Linked DNA regions of Mus musculus: region 2 is linked to region 1. A link is a contact called in public Hi-C data. All regions are on one chromosome and are shown on one strand. The core of a region is the stretch at or near the end of the contact, and the rest is flanking DNA. Distances in the headings are between cores, read along the strand shown.

Region 1 (3,700 bases), core at 554-3,053:
CTGGCTTATCATGGTTGGTTGCAGTTTTAGCCTGGGACTCATGTAGGCTGGCCCACAAACTGGGAATGTAGCTGGGGCTAACCTAGAAGTTCTAATCCTGGTTCTACTTCCTAGGTAGAGTTGTGGGATCACAAGTAAGCACTGCTTTATGTAGTGCAGGGGATTGAACCCAGGGCCTTGTACATACTAGACAAGCACATAACAGTTGAACTGTATCAACATCTTCTGGTTTGGACTTTTAAAAATGCATGTGTGTGTTTGTGAGGTACACATGGAGGCCTGAAGTTATTATCACTTTGTGTCTTCTGATGTCACTCAAAGTAGAGGATCAGGAAGATGGCTCAGCAGGTAAAGGTACTTTCTGATCTGAGCTCAGTCCCCAGAACCCACATGGCAGAAGAAGAGAACAGACTCCCCAAAATTGTCTGCTGATTTCTACGTATATTTATCCGTATACACCATAGTGTGTGTGTGTGTATGTGTGTGCATTTGTTGAAAAAACACACACAAAATAAACAAACAAACAAAAATATAAAAATAATGCAGTTACTTGATTAAAACATGAAATGAAAAATGACATCAGAAGACACAAAGCTTTTAGGCAGGGTCTCTCACTGAACCCCAAGCTCATCCAGCCCGCCTCGCCCCATTCTTCCTGAGTGCTGGGATTACAGGTAACAGCCATGCCTGCCTGGCTCTTACGTCTGAGGATTGGAATGTGGTCACCAGGCTTGTACAGCAAGCACTTTATCTACTGAGCCATCTTCCCAGCCCTGGTTGGGACTTAACTATAAGGGACAGAGTGAACCAAGCATTGCTTCATGAGAAAGGGGGATCACATAACTGGGAAACCAAAGGGGACAAATCTATCTGGAGGACTCGGTGATCCCAAGTCAAACAGTGCATCTGCCTTTCCCAAGGTGCTTGTCTCAGTCCTAACAGTACCAGCAACAATCCTGTGGTGCCTTCTCATGGAGTCAGGTATCCACCCTTAAACTGAGGACAGTCTGAGGTCCCTGGTCCCTTCCTGGAAATGATAATGGAAGTAGGGTCTGCTCAATCAAGCAACAGGATTGAGAATGGAGAGCAGTTGACTCCACTAGAGGCAGGGTCAGCCCTGGCAACTGTCCACAGCTGCCTGTCACTTCTGTCCAAGGCCCACAGTGCTCATCCCAGCCAGCTTCTGAAAGGCTTAGGCCCAGGGTATGGGTGCTCACTTGGCAAGAAGTACACAGAAGTGCATGTGTACGTCACTAGCACTAGTGCATGCCTTTGGGGAAAAATAGCAACCTCAGGAGGCTCTGGAGGAATCTGAATCTGACAACGGACAGTGAAAACTGCTGATATCACATGCTTCGGACTGTCTCAGGGGCAGGGGGACAGGGATGAGGTAGAAGAAAGAATTGTATTTATTGACACAGCAGGGGGAGACTGCAAGAAAAGGAAGGACCCCCCCTGCCCCCCCCCCCCCCCACAGACCTTTTTAAATTGGCTTTGGGTAGGAGGGAAGTGTCCTTAGGTGAGTCCCTTTGCCATTATAGAGAGAAAGTTGACACCCTACAGATTCACTAGGACTAGAGTATGTGTGCCCAGATGGTAGATCACAGAGGGTTAACTAAGGTCTTGGACCCCTCTATTCCAGTTCCCTTTGCCCTTCGCATCCCACACCCAAGTTTGTACAAACATGAAGTTATGAAACAGCTTGGCCACAAGCCACAGCTTCAGGGTGCCAGGTGAGAAACCACGGAGCAAGTGTGCAGGGTAGTCTGGGTCAGTGTTAAGGATGCCTGCTGGCTTTACACACATGCCAAGTGGACACAGTGTGTCCTAATGCCACTGCAACAGGGTGTCCAGCTGAGAAGCCAATGGCTGACATCTAGGTTTAAGCTGAGCTCACTCAGCAGTCTGTCTTCTGAGTGGAGCTGATCTTTCAAGAGCCGAGCAGGCCAAAGGAGTCATTTTCTTGCCAAGCAGTAGTCAGGCCACAATTCATCTCCTTGGAGCAGTCCTAGTTCCAACTCACAAATGTTTCCTTGGGTCTAGCTATGGCATCCAGCATCTGCCATTGTTATGGTTGGTTTTCATGTCAATTTGCTACAAATTAGCACCTCCTAAGTAGGGACCCTCATCTGAAGCATTGTCCCGATTGCCTTGATTGATGGGGAAAGCCCACCCCAATTGCAGGCCCAGACAACATGTCTATGTCAGAGGGAAGTTGTCTCACCTTCACTTGGTCTTCCTTCTTGCTGCTGAGTTGACTTGCCAATTCTTTCACTGGCAGGACCAGTATTTCCAAGCTTTCATTGTGGAACAGAGAGCAGTGGCTCTCTAGGAACTTTCTGGTCTCCCAGTGCCAGATTGTGAATGCTGAGGTCCCCTGACTTGTGTACTGAGTGACCACTGGTTATAGTCCTCTAGTAAGAGACAGCTATTCTGGGTCTACTCTGGCTGTTGAAGGTATGTGTGTGTGTGTGTGTGTGTGTGTGTGTGTGTGTGTATGTGTGTGTATGTGTGTGTATGTGTGTGTGTATGTGTGGTGTGTGTGTATGTGTGTGTGCATATGTGTGAGTGTATGTGTGAGTGTCTGTCTGTGTATGTGTGTTAGTGTTTATATCTCTGGGTGTGTATATGTGTGTCTCTGTATGTGTGTCTGTATATGTCTGTATATGTGTTTGTGAGTGTGTTTGTGCCTGTGTGTGAGTGTATGTGTGTGTCTGTATATGTGTGTGTGAGTATTTGTGTCTCTCATATACATGTATGTACCTCTGTGTGTGTTTGTATATGTATGTATATGTGTATGGGAATGTGTGTTTTCATCTTCTTGGTTCTGTTTATTTTAGCTCAGTGGTTCTCAACTTTTCTAATGCTATGGCCTTTTAATACAGTTCTTTATATCATGGTTACCCCCCACCATAAAGTTTTTTTTATGGCTATTTCATAACTGTAATTTTGCTCTGAGCAGTGTCTCAGTTCCTAAGACCATTGGCAATAATGTGTTTTTTGATGGTTGTGACCCACAGCTTGAGAACCACTCTTCTAGAGACTCCTGACTGAATCAGCTCCTTTCTTCTGAAATTGAGGGTTTTGGGGACAGACAAGATAAATGCCTCACCATCCTCTATGGGGCCATTAGCAACCTGTTTTGCATTTTTAAACAGTAAATTCTAGAACCTCACTGATATTCCAATTCCTGTTACTTGTTTTAAAGCAGATTTCCAATTAATGGCTTGATTGGTACTTCCTGACTTTGGCCTGGGACAGTAAGAGCGATGTGATCTTCATAGAGCTGCTGGGGCTAAGCCGTGTGGAAGCACCTCCAAGGGGAGTTAGTCCTCTGTCTGCCTTTGCTGTTCTTTGCTTTTTGAGACAGGTCACACTCTGCACCCCAGGCTGGCCTCTAACTTGCAGTACTAAGATTAGGGGTGTGACCCCCACAGCTGCTCATCAGTTCAGTCTTCCTCGCCAGGAGGCAGGGAACTGACTTGAGTGGGACTGAGCAATGCCTGTGAGTGCCACTGGGTGCCACTAGTGGAGTGTGCTGGGGTCTAATTATTTTGAGTATTTTTGACTGTAATTTTGACTCTAAGCAGACACACACACGGGGGCGGGGAGGGAGAGACAGAGCGGGGGGCAAGGAGTAGAGAAAGAGTTATTATCGAAGGATAAAAGATAGGCGTACATATGAGGGCACTAAGGGACA
Region 2 (3,700 bases), core at 765-3,264, 590 kb after region 1:
TACAGGGATGAGTTTAACTGAAATATCTCACAAAGGGGAGGTAGAACCTATAGAGACCATATCCAGAGGTTCGGCATGGCCTCTCCCTTCCCCTGCTCCCTGTTGAGGGATGGGGCCGCCCACACATCTCCAGAATTTTAACCCAGAATTGCTTTTGTCTAAAGGAAACGCAGGGACAAAGAGTGGAGCAGATACTGAAGAAAACACCATCCAGAGACTGCCCCACCTGGGATCCATCCCACATGCAGACACCAAACTGAAAGGAGCCTGATACAGCTATTTCCTGAGAGGCTCTGCCAGATCCTGAACAACACAAATGTGGATGTTTACAGCCAACCATAGGACTGAGCACAGGGACCCTGATGGAGAGGTTAGGGGGAAGGACTGAAGGAGCTGAAAGGGCCTTATTTGGCATCAATGGAATTGGAGGCTCTTGGTCCTGTTGATGAACCAGTGTAGAGGAATGCTAGGTCAGTGAAGCGGGAGTGGATGGGTGGGTGGGGGAGCACCCTCATAGAAGCAGGGTAAGGGGGGATGGGATAGGGGGTTTACAGAGGGGAACCTGGGAGAGGCCATTGCATTTGAAATGTAAACAAATAAAATATCCAATTAAAAAAAAGATTGCTTTTATTTGAGATAAGGTCTACATTTATGCTCTGGTCAGTTTTTATTGACCAGTGTATAAAATATAAAGTCACCTGGGAAGAGGGCATTTTATTTGAAGAATTGCCTCCATCAAATGTTTGAGAGATTATCTTGATTGCTAATTGGTATAGGTGGGCCCCATGGGCAGCACCATCCATAGATCTTGGGTCTGGGCTGTGTAAGAAAACTAGCTGAGCTTGAGTCAACAAGCTAGCACACTGTGCCCCTTAATGCTGTCAGTTTTAGGTTCCTTCTATGACTTCCTTCAGTGATATGGTGTAAATGTTTAAAGAGAACCCATTCATTTGTGGCTTTTCTCTCACTATGCAGTGGCCCCATAGCCTCTGGCAGACTCAAAACTCTTCTGCATGCATCAGTGACAACAGGAAGATCAGCCTTGAAATTATGGAACACCACAGAGTCATAGACTATGTACTGGGGAGAACGCAGAATTTCAGTCTTTCTGCTTTTGGTGGTGAATAAATGATCCTAGGAGGCTTGGAAATGTGTCCAAGGCCACTCTACTTGTCCTGTGTTCTGGGACATATGGCAGAATCTAAGTACAGTATAAGAGAGATTATGGTCACAATGTAGGGTGGGGGCAAAGGGAGCTACAGTTGTGTCTCCATTGATATTCATAGGTTATTATAACATCATCCAGGATTCCAGATACTTTTCTCAAACCTGTAGCAGTAAATCTTGAATGGCTACTCTATGTCCCTGGTGAGTGTGCACCCACCCAATTGTTCTAAATCTGTCTTAACTAGCTCAATGGCTGGGCACTTCCAAACCTCCCTGCAGCTAGCACACACTCCCCCTCCAGGATTCCTGAATTAACACGTTCTAAATCTGTATTTTATCTTTACTGCCCTGTCTCTTTCTGGACAGCCCTTCCACAGGCCCACTTTCCCTTTGTACGTACATTGCTGGATGATTTCTCTCCTGCAGCTCTTAATTTGATCTCTCTGCTTCTGAGCCATGACAAATCTTCCCTTTTCCCTCTGTGTTTCTTTCAGGGAATCCTAAAAGTTCTGCCTTTGTCCTCATGCCCTGCCATTGGCTTCTGGCTCTTTATTGATCAATCAGAAACCAATTGGGGACAGGGTCCCTCAACATCTGGACATGTAGATTCTAGAGTGATTTTGAGAGCCAAATTAAGACAAAGCATTAGAATCAATTCCCAACACAAACCTTTAAATGTTCTCTGACAATCCCTTGGGGCTTTGATTATAGCACCTAGAAACAGAACCCAGAACTTTGCCCCAATTAAACACATAAATAAACAGCACAGTTCTAAGGCTGACCGATCGCTCTAATCTTGTTCCAGGGTCTGGATTCTTTCCTTCTCCAGACTTATGTAAACACAGGTTTGGCCTAGTTGGTATAGACAAAGCAGGTGGAAAAGCACCTTTCACCCTGCTGGTGGACAACCTGTACTCTGTTGTCAATAAAGGGCAATAGGCCAGGCCTTAACAGCAGGAGGCTGAATTAGAAAACTCTTTGCCTAGAGTCCTCAGGTTTATTCTAGTGTAGAATTGTCATTCTAGTTTGGTAGGTGCTCACACTGAGGTGAAGCCCCAGGTGGGGATGTAGTCTTCCAGCAGTGGCTTTGTAATATTCAAAATGAGTTCAAGACCACCCGGTACCTTCCCCCTTCGAAGAGGACTTTCCAAACTGTCCTAGCAGGCCAAGTGCAGAGCCAGACAACTGGCTGACTAAACAAATGTAAAAACATAGTTTTAGCGGTCAAAATGACTAAGCTTGCAACTGCCAAAATAATATTAGCTGTTCTCAGAGAAAAAACTGTAACAAGATAGCAGCTCCCAGAGAAATCCCCCTACCCTGCCCCACACTAAATTCTGAGAAAGACTGCAGATCCCCTGACCTTGCTAGAATTCCCTGTGATGTTAATAGCTAAAAGCTGACCAAATCATAATAATCTACTATGAGGGCAGGCAAAGTGTGGAACTAGGCCAAAGGGTTACTTAGTCACTATACAAACCAACCAATGCCTGAAAGGGCTACACCAATGAGAACCCTGTTGCTCAAATCTGCCTCTTGCAAAGGTATAAAAAGTGTGATCTTTCTTTGTTCTGGGTCTCTCTTCTGGTCTGCTTGCTGAGAGGGGAGTCCCCAACATGTTGGATCAATAAAAATCCTCATGCGGTTTGTAACAATGGCAGTTTCTATGGTCTTTGCGAGTGAGGGTCTTTTGATGAATTCCAACAGCTTCCTGACAGCACATGTAAGGATATGTTTTCCATCCCAAAGTTGACCAACTCCAGCACTGATACCTGGAGCTGTGCTGACTCCTCCTTTGTTATTCTTGGTCTGCAGGGTGAGTTTCCAACTGCAGCAGCCAACCTTCTACCTGACCCTTCCCTCACTAGGAATAAATGAAGGCTTCATGGCTCAATCCAGTCCCTCTACTTGTCCAAGAACAAGCAGATATGGTCTGGGAGAGTAGGACAGAATCTGTCTTTCTAGTCCTGAATCATGAGCCCCTCTTTGGTCTTTTCTACTGGTGATCTGGGGCCACATTCTCTCCCTTCAAGGGTCCTCCAGCTGTCAGACTATAACTTCATGTGATGGCTGGTTTTTATATCAACTTGACATAAGCTAGAGTAATTTGGGAGTAGGGAGCCTCAGTTGAGAAAATGTCTCCAGAAGACCAGGCTGTGGACAAGCTTGTTGGGCATTTTCTGAATTAGTTACTGATGGGGTGGTAGCCCTCTGTTTGTGGTACCACTCCAGGGATGGTGGTCATTGGTTCTATAAGAAAGCAGAATGTGAGCAAGCCAGTAAGAAGTACTGTTCCATGGACTATGTACCAGCTCCTGCCTCCAGGTTTCTGCCCTGTTTGAGCTCTGTCTTGATTTCCTTTGATGATGAACAGCAATGTAGAAGTGAAAACCAAATAAATCCTTTCTTCCCCAACTTATTTTTGGTCACAGTATTTTATCACAGCAATAGTAATGCTAACTAATACCCCACAGAAGCCCAGGATGTCAAGAAGAGCAGCAGGTGGCCCAAGGACTTTCCCAGTCAATGGCTA

What was found. A called contact is a pair of places that touch in the nucleus more often than the background predicts.
Region 2: a contact with region 1 is called in a Hi-C map of liver, with 4 times the contacts expected there. The contact joins two enhancer-like sites. A contact is called at or near these places in 1 of 484 Hi-C or Micro-C datasets (liver) and 1 of 115 datasets of contacts at active chromatin or transcription factors (embryonic stem cells).

The regions. Positions count from the first base shown.
Region 1 is chr14:18,374,633-18,378,332 of GRCm38.p6, forward strand. No RefSeq gene overlaps it. Among named protein-coding and RNA genes, the nearest start is that of Ube2e1, 45 kb to the left of the region's middle. Within about 2 kb of position 1,804, at least 13 of the 459 cell types and tissues checked have an H3K27ac peak or open chromatin away from gene starts, as enhancers often do. A contact at or near this core is called in liver, where this site is marked.
Region 2 is chr14:18,961,442-18,965,141 of GRCm38.p6, forward strand. No RefSeq gene overlaps it. Among named protein-coding and RNA genes, the nearest start is that of Ube2e2, 70 kb to the left of the region's middle. Within about 2 kb of position 2,015, at least 5 of the 459 cell types and tissues checked have an H3K27ac peak or open chromatin away from gene starts, as enhancers often do. A contact at or near this core is called in liver, where this site is marked.